2 separate regions of the Mus musculus genome follow, and region 2 is linked to region 1. A link is a contact called in public Micro-C data. All regions are on one chromosome and are shown on one strand. Each heading gives the region's core, a stretch centred on a gene start, on an enhancer-like site or on the middle of the called end of the contact. The rest is flanking DNA. Distances are from core to core; before and after follow the strand shown.

Region 1 (3,323 bases), core at 469-2,968:
CGCACACGTGCATGGATATACACACACACACACACACACACACACACACACACACACACACACACACGCACACACACTCTGAGTCTCGAGCACACATGCGCAGTAGGCTTCTAGATAAAGTGAATGGTCAAGGGCTTTATGTGGACTGTCTTTCCCTGTCTGTGTGTTCTACTTTCCCGTCCCTCAGGTAAAGACTGGGGGGGTCCTCTCAGTGGGCACATGCAGCAGGGTTAGAAGAAAGGCTTCTCATGTAAGCTGCATCAGGAGAGGCGAGCTTCCCAATCCCCTCCAAAGAAGAAAGCACGAAGCTAACTAAAGCCTCCCGCTTGCCAGTCCAGGCTGTTGGCCCCAGGAGACTTGCCCAGCACCCCAAAGCCTCGCTGCCCTCCTCTCTGCAAGAGGCTCCACTTACTCTCTGACCTTAGGTTTTGCTAAAGGTCACGTCTCTGGCATTTCCTGGCTCTCTTACCTAGGACGGAAAACAACAGGAGCCTGACTGCTCTCCTTCCCCACACCTTCTCTGATGCATTTCCTGCTTTCCCTGAGGGATGGGAAGTTCCCAGAGGGCTCTGTAGCCGGATATGGCCAGCAGTTAGCACCCAATTACACTTCACTGGGGTCCATCAGAAAGCTCAACTAAATGAGTTTGATCCACCAGAAAGGCGTTAACCAGGTTCAGAGAACCACACTTCTGGAACACCCGGCTTTTCCTTTCCATTCGACCTTGGCTTTCAAGGGCATGGCAACCATTGATCTAACATCGCTGGCTCTGTCTTATCTGTACTTTTCAGCATTAAGTTGAGCTGTTCTTGTCTTGGATGCTTAAAACCCAGCGGTTCTCAACCTGCGACTCTTTAATACAGTTCCTTACGCTGTGTGATCCCCATCCATAAAATGATCCTTTGTTGCTACCTCATAACTGTAATTTTGCTATTATGAATCATTATAATTTTTGGAGACACAGGTTTGCCAAAAGGGTTGCAACACACAGGTTGAGAACTGATGTGAACCCTTGCAGCTGGGGGAACCCACCCACAGATTAGTAGAACAGCATCCTGAGGAGTGTCTGCATGGAGAGGCACATTAGAACATGCCCTTGCCCCCAACTGCACAAGCCCAGAATGGGGTCAGCTGCTCCAGGATGTGAGCGTTTCCTAGAGACGGAGCACAACTGGGACCAACTGACGGATTCCTAAGCAAGTGCCCCACCCTGCCGCTGCACCTCCCGCATAGCTTTCTGATGAAAGAAGTCTTGGCTTCAAACACAAATGGATTCTACCCTTTGTAGTACTGGCTGTTACAAGAGCGCCTGGTGTGGAACTGCGCCCTCTAGTGGACAGAAAGAGAAGCAAAATTCCACAAGCGCTTTAGCATTTTAAGGGCTTCTTTCTGCGTGTCTCAGAGTTATTTTTCCTCAAGTGCTGTCCACTTTGCTTTTGAGACATGTTCTCTGACTGGCCTGGGGGTTACTATGTAGGTTAGACCAGGGGCCAGTGGGCCCTAGGATCTGCCTGTTTCTGTGACTCCTAGGTTGGTATTAAACACGTGCCACCATGTCCAGATTAGTTTTACTGGGTTCTGGGAATCAGAGTCCTTGGTTTGTCCTTGCTTCTCGAGGCAAGCACTCTACCAACTGAGCTATCTCTCAGGCTCTAAGGCTTTCTTGACCACTAATTTCATGGGGCTGTTCTAATTCTTATGTAATCCAGGGTGGCAGCGGGCCAAGCCAGCCCAGGACTTGCCAGAGGCTACATCTTAAGCATGCCTGTGGGGTCAACTAGTCAGCGCCTATCATGTGTAGGCAGCCACAGGGCCAGGGGATCTGTGGAGTAGATAGAAGGGTGCAGGGCTTGGCTGGGAACTCTTGCAGCCACATGCAATACTCTGGGCTTCAGTAGCAGCTGTAGGTCCTCGAGTTCCAAAGGCGGCCAGCGAGCCAGAAGGCTACTGCTGAGCAGTCAATAAAGATGCCGGCAGAGGAAGAAGCCACCTAGCTGGGGGTGGCATTTCAGAGGGAAGAGGACGGATGTAGAGGCCACCCTGCCCTGGGCAAACATCTGCCTCAGAAGTCCCAGCACACACTCAGCATGGTGGTGACACCTGTACCAGCCATGAGCATGAATTTGAGGCTAGCTTGTACGACAGAGTGGGATACTGTCTTAAAATCCCACTGGGATCACACGGAGGCACATGCCTGTAATCCCAGTTCTTGTGGGAAGGGTTGCGGGGAGTTTGAGTCTAGCCTGGGCTACACCGTAAGTTCTAAGTCATTCAGAATTGCATGTGAGACCCTGTCACAAGTCCCAGACCAAGCACTGAACTCCTGGACCCTCCAGCACCCTCCTTGGACTGACCGGAAGAACCGTGGGCTCCGAGTATCCCCACCAACCTCAGCTGCTTCCCGTCAGTTTTCTGCTGATAACCAGACACACGCTCAGAGGGGCCCAGGAGCTGTGTGCTCAGAAGACTTGTCAAACCAGGACTGCGCTGGTCCTCTGAGGACCTGTGAACAGAAGTCCCGGGCTGCTCAGACAAGCTGAGGGCAGATTGGAGCCACCATGAAGACACTGCGTTCTGTGGGCAGGAAAAACACCCCACACTGGATGAGTCAGGAACCTGCCACCACAGCAGTCTACTCCAGAAAGATCACCACAGGCTATTTTCTCCAGTGTACACTGCATCTCAACACCTTCATTTAGGCAGCACAGTCTTTTTCTAGAGACGGCACGTGGACGACAGTACCAATTTCGTGAGGCCCAAATGTGATCGCTGAGACGATGCCAGGAGCCTGCAGCTACTGCAGCTTCCTGCCTGGGTAGCACCAGGCTTCTCCCACGGGATGCGCCTGCTTTACCTATTGTCACCGTACCTGTGTCAAGGCACTCCAGGTACAGAGAGGAAGTGACATGCCTAAGACCACAGGGCTGGCTGGTGCTGAAGCCCCAGTGTGAAGAAACCCCAGGTGTTTCTGCCTCCACGATGAGCCCTCCCTGGGTCATCACCTAAGCGGCTCCTGTACACTGGAGACGTCCAAGGGGCCTCCGCCACAGCTCTGAGTCTTTCATGTTATGGCCAGCGGTTGCAAACCACTGAATAACTTCCAACACAGGTTGAAATGACAGCTCCCGCAGACACGGGGTGGGGGTGGCAGGGGAGTCAAGACCACAGAGGCCCAATGAATCATACCTAATGACATAACGTACGCCGAACCGAGGTCAAAGTTCAAGTCAGCCCCTCACCCAACGCAAGCAACCCACGCACAACATGGGAGACACGCCACCCTGGCATTGCTCTTGCAAACGACAAACTTTATGCCAGCAGTG
Region 2 (3,323 bases), core at 215-2,714, 510 kb before region 1:
GTGGCCATGTTGGGGGAGGTGTCTTAATTATGTTAACTGATATAGGATTTCCTAGCCCACTGTGGGTGGCACCATTCCTTAGGCAGGTGAGTAGAGAAGTCAAGTTGAGCATAATCAAGCAAGCATGTGAGCATGCATGTGTCCATCTCTCTCTGCTCTCAACTGTGGATGCGATGTGACTGGTTCTTTCAATCTGCTCCTGCTGTGACTTCCCTTCAAGGATGGCCTGTCACCTGGCATTGTGAGCTAAGATTAACCCTTTTTCCCCTAAAGGGTTTTTGCTGGACATTATATTACAGCAACAGAGATGAAGCTAGGACACCAAGGAATCTGCTTGTCTCTGCCTACCATCTCACCACCACTGAGATCAGCAGAGTGCCAGCTTCTAACACGGGCACTGGGGATCCAGACTCAGGTTCTCATGTTCCTGACTGAGCCATCTCCCCAGCACCCAAGGATGCTCTTGAGAGGAGAGGTGTGAAATCCAATTCTAGAATGGTCTCCTGAGAATGACTGGCAAACAGGAGATTTCTTCAGTGCATCTGTTGGCCATGTGGAATCTTCAAGTGGTGTCTTAAGAGGACAGAAGAGGTGACCCAGAAGGAGACAGGCCTTTTCTCTCACAGAAAAGTAGCCCTTCATAGTCCTTCCCAGATCCTCCAGATCATGAGCAAAGCTGCAGCCATGTTCCCACAGCGCTACATGCTATGTCGAATGGTTTGGGGACTTGTCACCGAGCCTTGAAGCCGACCAGCTTCCTAGGCCTCTGCTGACATTGTTAATTTCTGCTACACTTGGACTGATCTATCTCTGAGCAGCCGGGCTTTCTCATTCATTCAGCTGTGGTTCATTTTTCATTTGCATATTCACTGATTCATTTGCACATTCATTTATTTATTTGCATATACATTTCTTCATTTGCATGTTCATTCAGCATTTATTAACTGTGCTTGGTGCTGGGATATAAGGAGCCACCCCGACACAGCTCAGTTCTCCCAGAGCCCCTAGGCTGAGCCAGAGCTCCCTAGAGGTGGGGGTGGCTCAGATAGTCCCAGAAGGAGGAGGAGGGGTTTGATTGAAGAGGGTGTTCACAAGGGACTGGTGTTTAAGACTGAAGAGGAAGGAGTTGAATGTGGAGACTGGAGGATGCTAGGCAGAGAGAAGCGGGTGCAGAGCCTGTGGCTAAGGAGTGGGTACCCATCAACAAGGAGAACTTGCCGTATCTCAGCTGGGAATTTCCAAGGGGTCAGGATCCCAAAGATACACCCGGTTTCTGGGTTAAGCTGAGTGGAAGGTCTATTTGTGGAAAGGAGCTGCTTGGGGTGAGGGGGTGCCTTACCAGTCCACCGAATGTCTTTCCCAGGCACCGTCTTCAAACTCTTCTGGAATTTAGCCAGCACATCCTTGGACATTGTCAGCCCCACGGGAGATGGGGCTCCCGTGTGGAGGTAGACACAAGGGAAGCAGGGCAGAAAGCCACCCTCACCTGAACTGTCCAGAGTCTCGGCCAGACTCAGTAGGGTCTCTGCATACTTCGTAGGAGCAAATCTTGCCTGCTGAATGCTTGTGAGAAGGATCCTATCTTCTCCTTCCCTCCTTCTCTTAAGCCAGGCACAGACTTTCAGAGCCTGTGTCCCATTTCGAAGTCTGTTTACTCTGCAAAATTAATCTCTTTGATGCCTGGAGAAACAAGACTCGTATTAAACAAAGCCCTGGCCTTGGATTCTGCACACTAAGCTCTGCTAAGGAGGCTCTTAGCGTACACACTCAGGAAAACAATGCCCCAGGCTCAGGTTGCATATCCAGTGTGTGACCTCTGAGGTAGGGGGCACAGCCTTCATTACATCATATTAGTGGGTCACATGCATGCCTTCCAGATGTGAAGCTACAACCACGTGGAGAAAGAGACACAGTGGTAGATTAGAATAAATGGGGAGGGGGTTAGGACCATGCAATCTTCACTGTTGAACAAGATTGTGTGTATGTGTGTTTGTGTGAGTACTTTTGTGTGTGTGTGTCTTTGTGTGTATGTGTGTGTTTGTGTCTTTGTCTCTAACAAGGTCTTCCTAGGAAGCCTGCTAAACCACTAATTACTGGGATGTAGCTTGGTTGTTGGAGTGCTTGCCTAGCACACAGGAGGCCCTGGGTTTGATCCCTAGCACTGCATGAACCAGACAAAGTGGCACACACCTGTGATTCCAGCACTCAAGAAGTGAAAGCAGGAGGATCAAGAGTTCAAGGCTGTGGTAGTTTGAATGCGAATGGCCCCCATAGACTCATTTGAGTGCTTGGTCTCCAGCTGGTGGAACCATTTGGGAAGAATTAGGAGGCGTGGCCTTTCTACAGGAGGTGCATTACTGAAGGTGAGCTTAGAGGTTTCAAAGGCATTCTCAGTTAGCTCTCTGCCTCCCGATTGTCTTAACACGTGAGTTCCAGTGCATGCCTGCCCCGCCCTCTTCCTTGCTTCCCACAATGATGATCACAGATTCACTCTCTGAAATTGTAAGCCAGCTCCCGTTAAACTCTTTCTTCTATAAGTTGCCTTGGCGGTATCTCTTCACAGTAATAGAAAAGTTCTTAAGACACTGGTTATCCTCGATTACACAGTGAGTTTGAGACTAGTCTGGGTGACATAGACCTTTTCTCAAAACAGAACAAACAAGCAAGTAGTAACAGCCAAATAAAGACCTGGGAGGCCACTTGGCTACCACAGTCACAAATACACAGCATGTGGGGTGTGGGTGCCCCTGGGCTCTTGGCCTGTTCTGCATACATATGTGACAGTTGGAATGAAAATGGCCCCAGAGCCTGGTAGGGAATGGCACTGTTAGGAGGTGTGGTCTTGTTGTGTCACTGCGAGTGGGCTTTGAGGTTTTAAGTGCTCAAGCCAGGCCCAGAGTCTCTCTTGCTCTGTCTTTAGTTCTGGATATAGAATTCTCAACTCCTCCAGCACCATGTCTGCCTGTGCCTAGCCATGCTTCCTGCCGTGATGTGCAGAGGACTAAGCCTCAGTACTATAAGGCAACCTTAATTATATGTTTTTCTTTATATGAGTTGCAGTGGGGGCTGGTGAGATGGCTCAGCGGGTAAGAGCACCCGACTGCTCTTCCGAAGGTCCGGAGTTCAAATCCCAGCAACCACATGGTGGCTCACAACCATCTGTAACAAGATCTGACTCCCTCTTCTGGTGTGTCTGAAGACAGCTACAGTGTACTTACATATAATAATAAATAAATCTTAAAAAAAAAAAAAAGAGTTGCAGTGGTCATGGTGTTGCTTCATGTAATAAACCCCTCAGACAACTGCTGTGACCCAGGTCTCCT

What was found. A called contact is a pair of places that touch in the nucleus more often than the background predicts.
Region 2: a Micro-C map of embryonic stem cells shows a contact between it and region 1, with 2.4 times the contacts expected there. The contact joins two enhancer-like sites. A contact is called at or near these places in 2 of 484 Hi-C or Micro-C datasets (both in embryonic stem cells) and 4 of 115 datasets of contacts at active chromatin or transcription factors (embryonic limb bud, large pre-B cells, memory CD8 T cells and 1 more).

What each region holds. Positions count from the first base shown.
Region 1 is chr11:117,079,781-117,083,103 of GRCm38.p6, reverse strand. No RefSeq gene overlaps it. Among named protein-coding and RNA genes, the nearest start is that of Mir6516, 4.1 kb to the right of the region's middle. Within about 2 kb of position 1,718, at least 257 of the 459 cell types and tissues checked have an H3K27ac peak or open chromatin away from gene starts, as enhancers often do. A contact at or near this core is called in embryonic stem cells, where this site is marked.
Region 2 is chr11:117,584,727-117,588,049 of GRCm38.p6, reverse strand. No RefSeq gene overlaps it. Among named protein-coding and RNA genes, the nearest start is that of Gm51933, 18 kb to the right of the region's middle. Within about 2 kb of position 1,464, at least 14 of the 459 cell types and tissues checked have an H3K27ac peak or open chromatin away from gene starts, as enhancers often do. A contact at or near this core is called in embryonic stem cells, where this site is marked.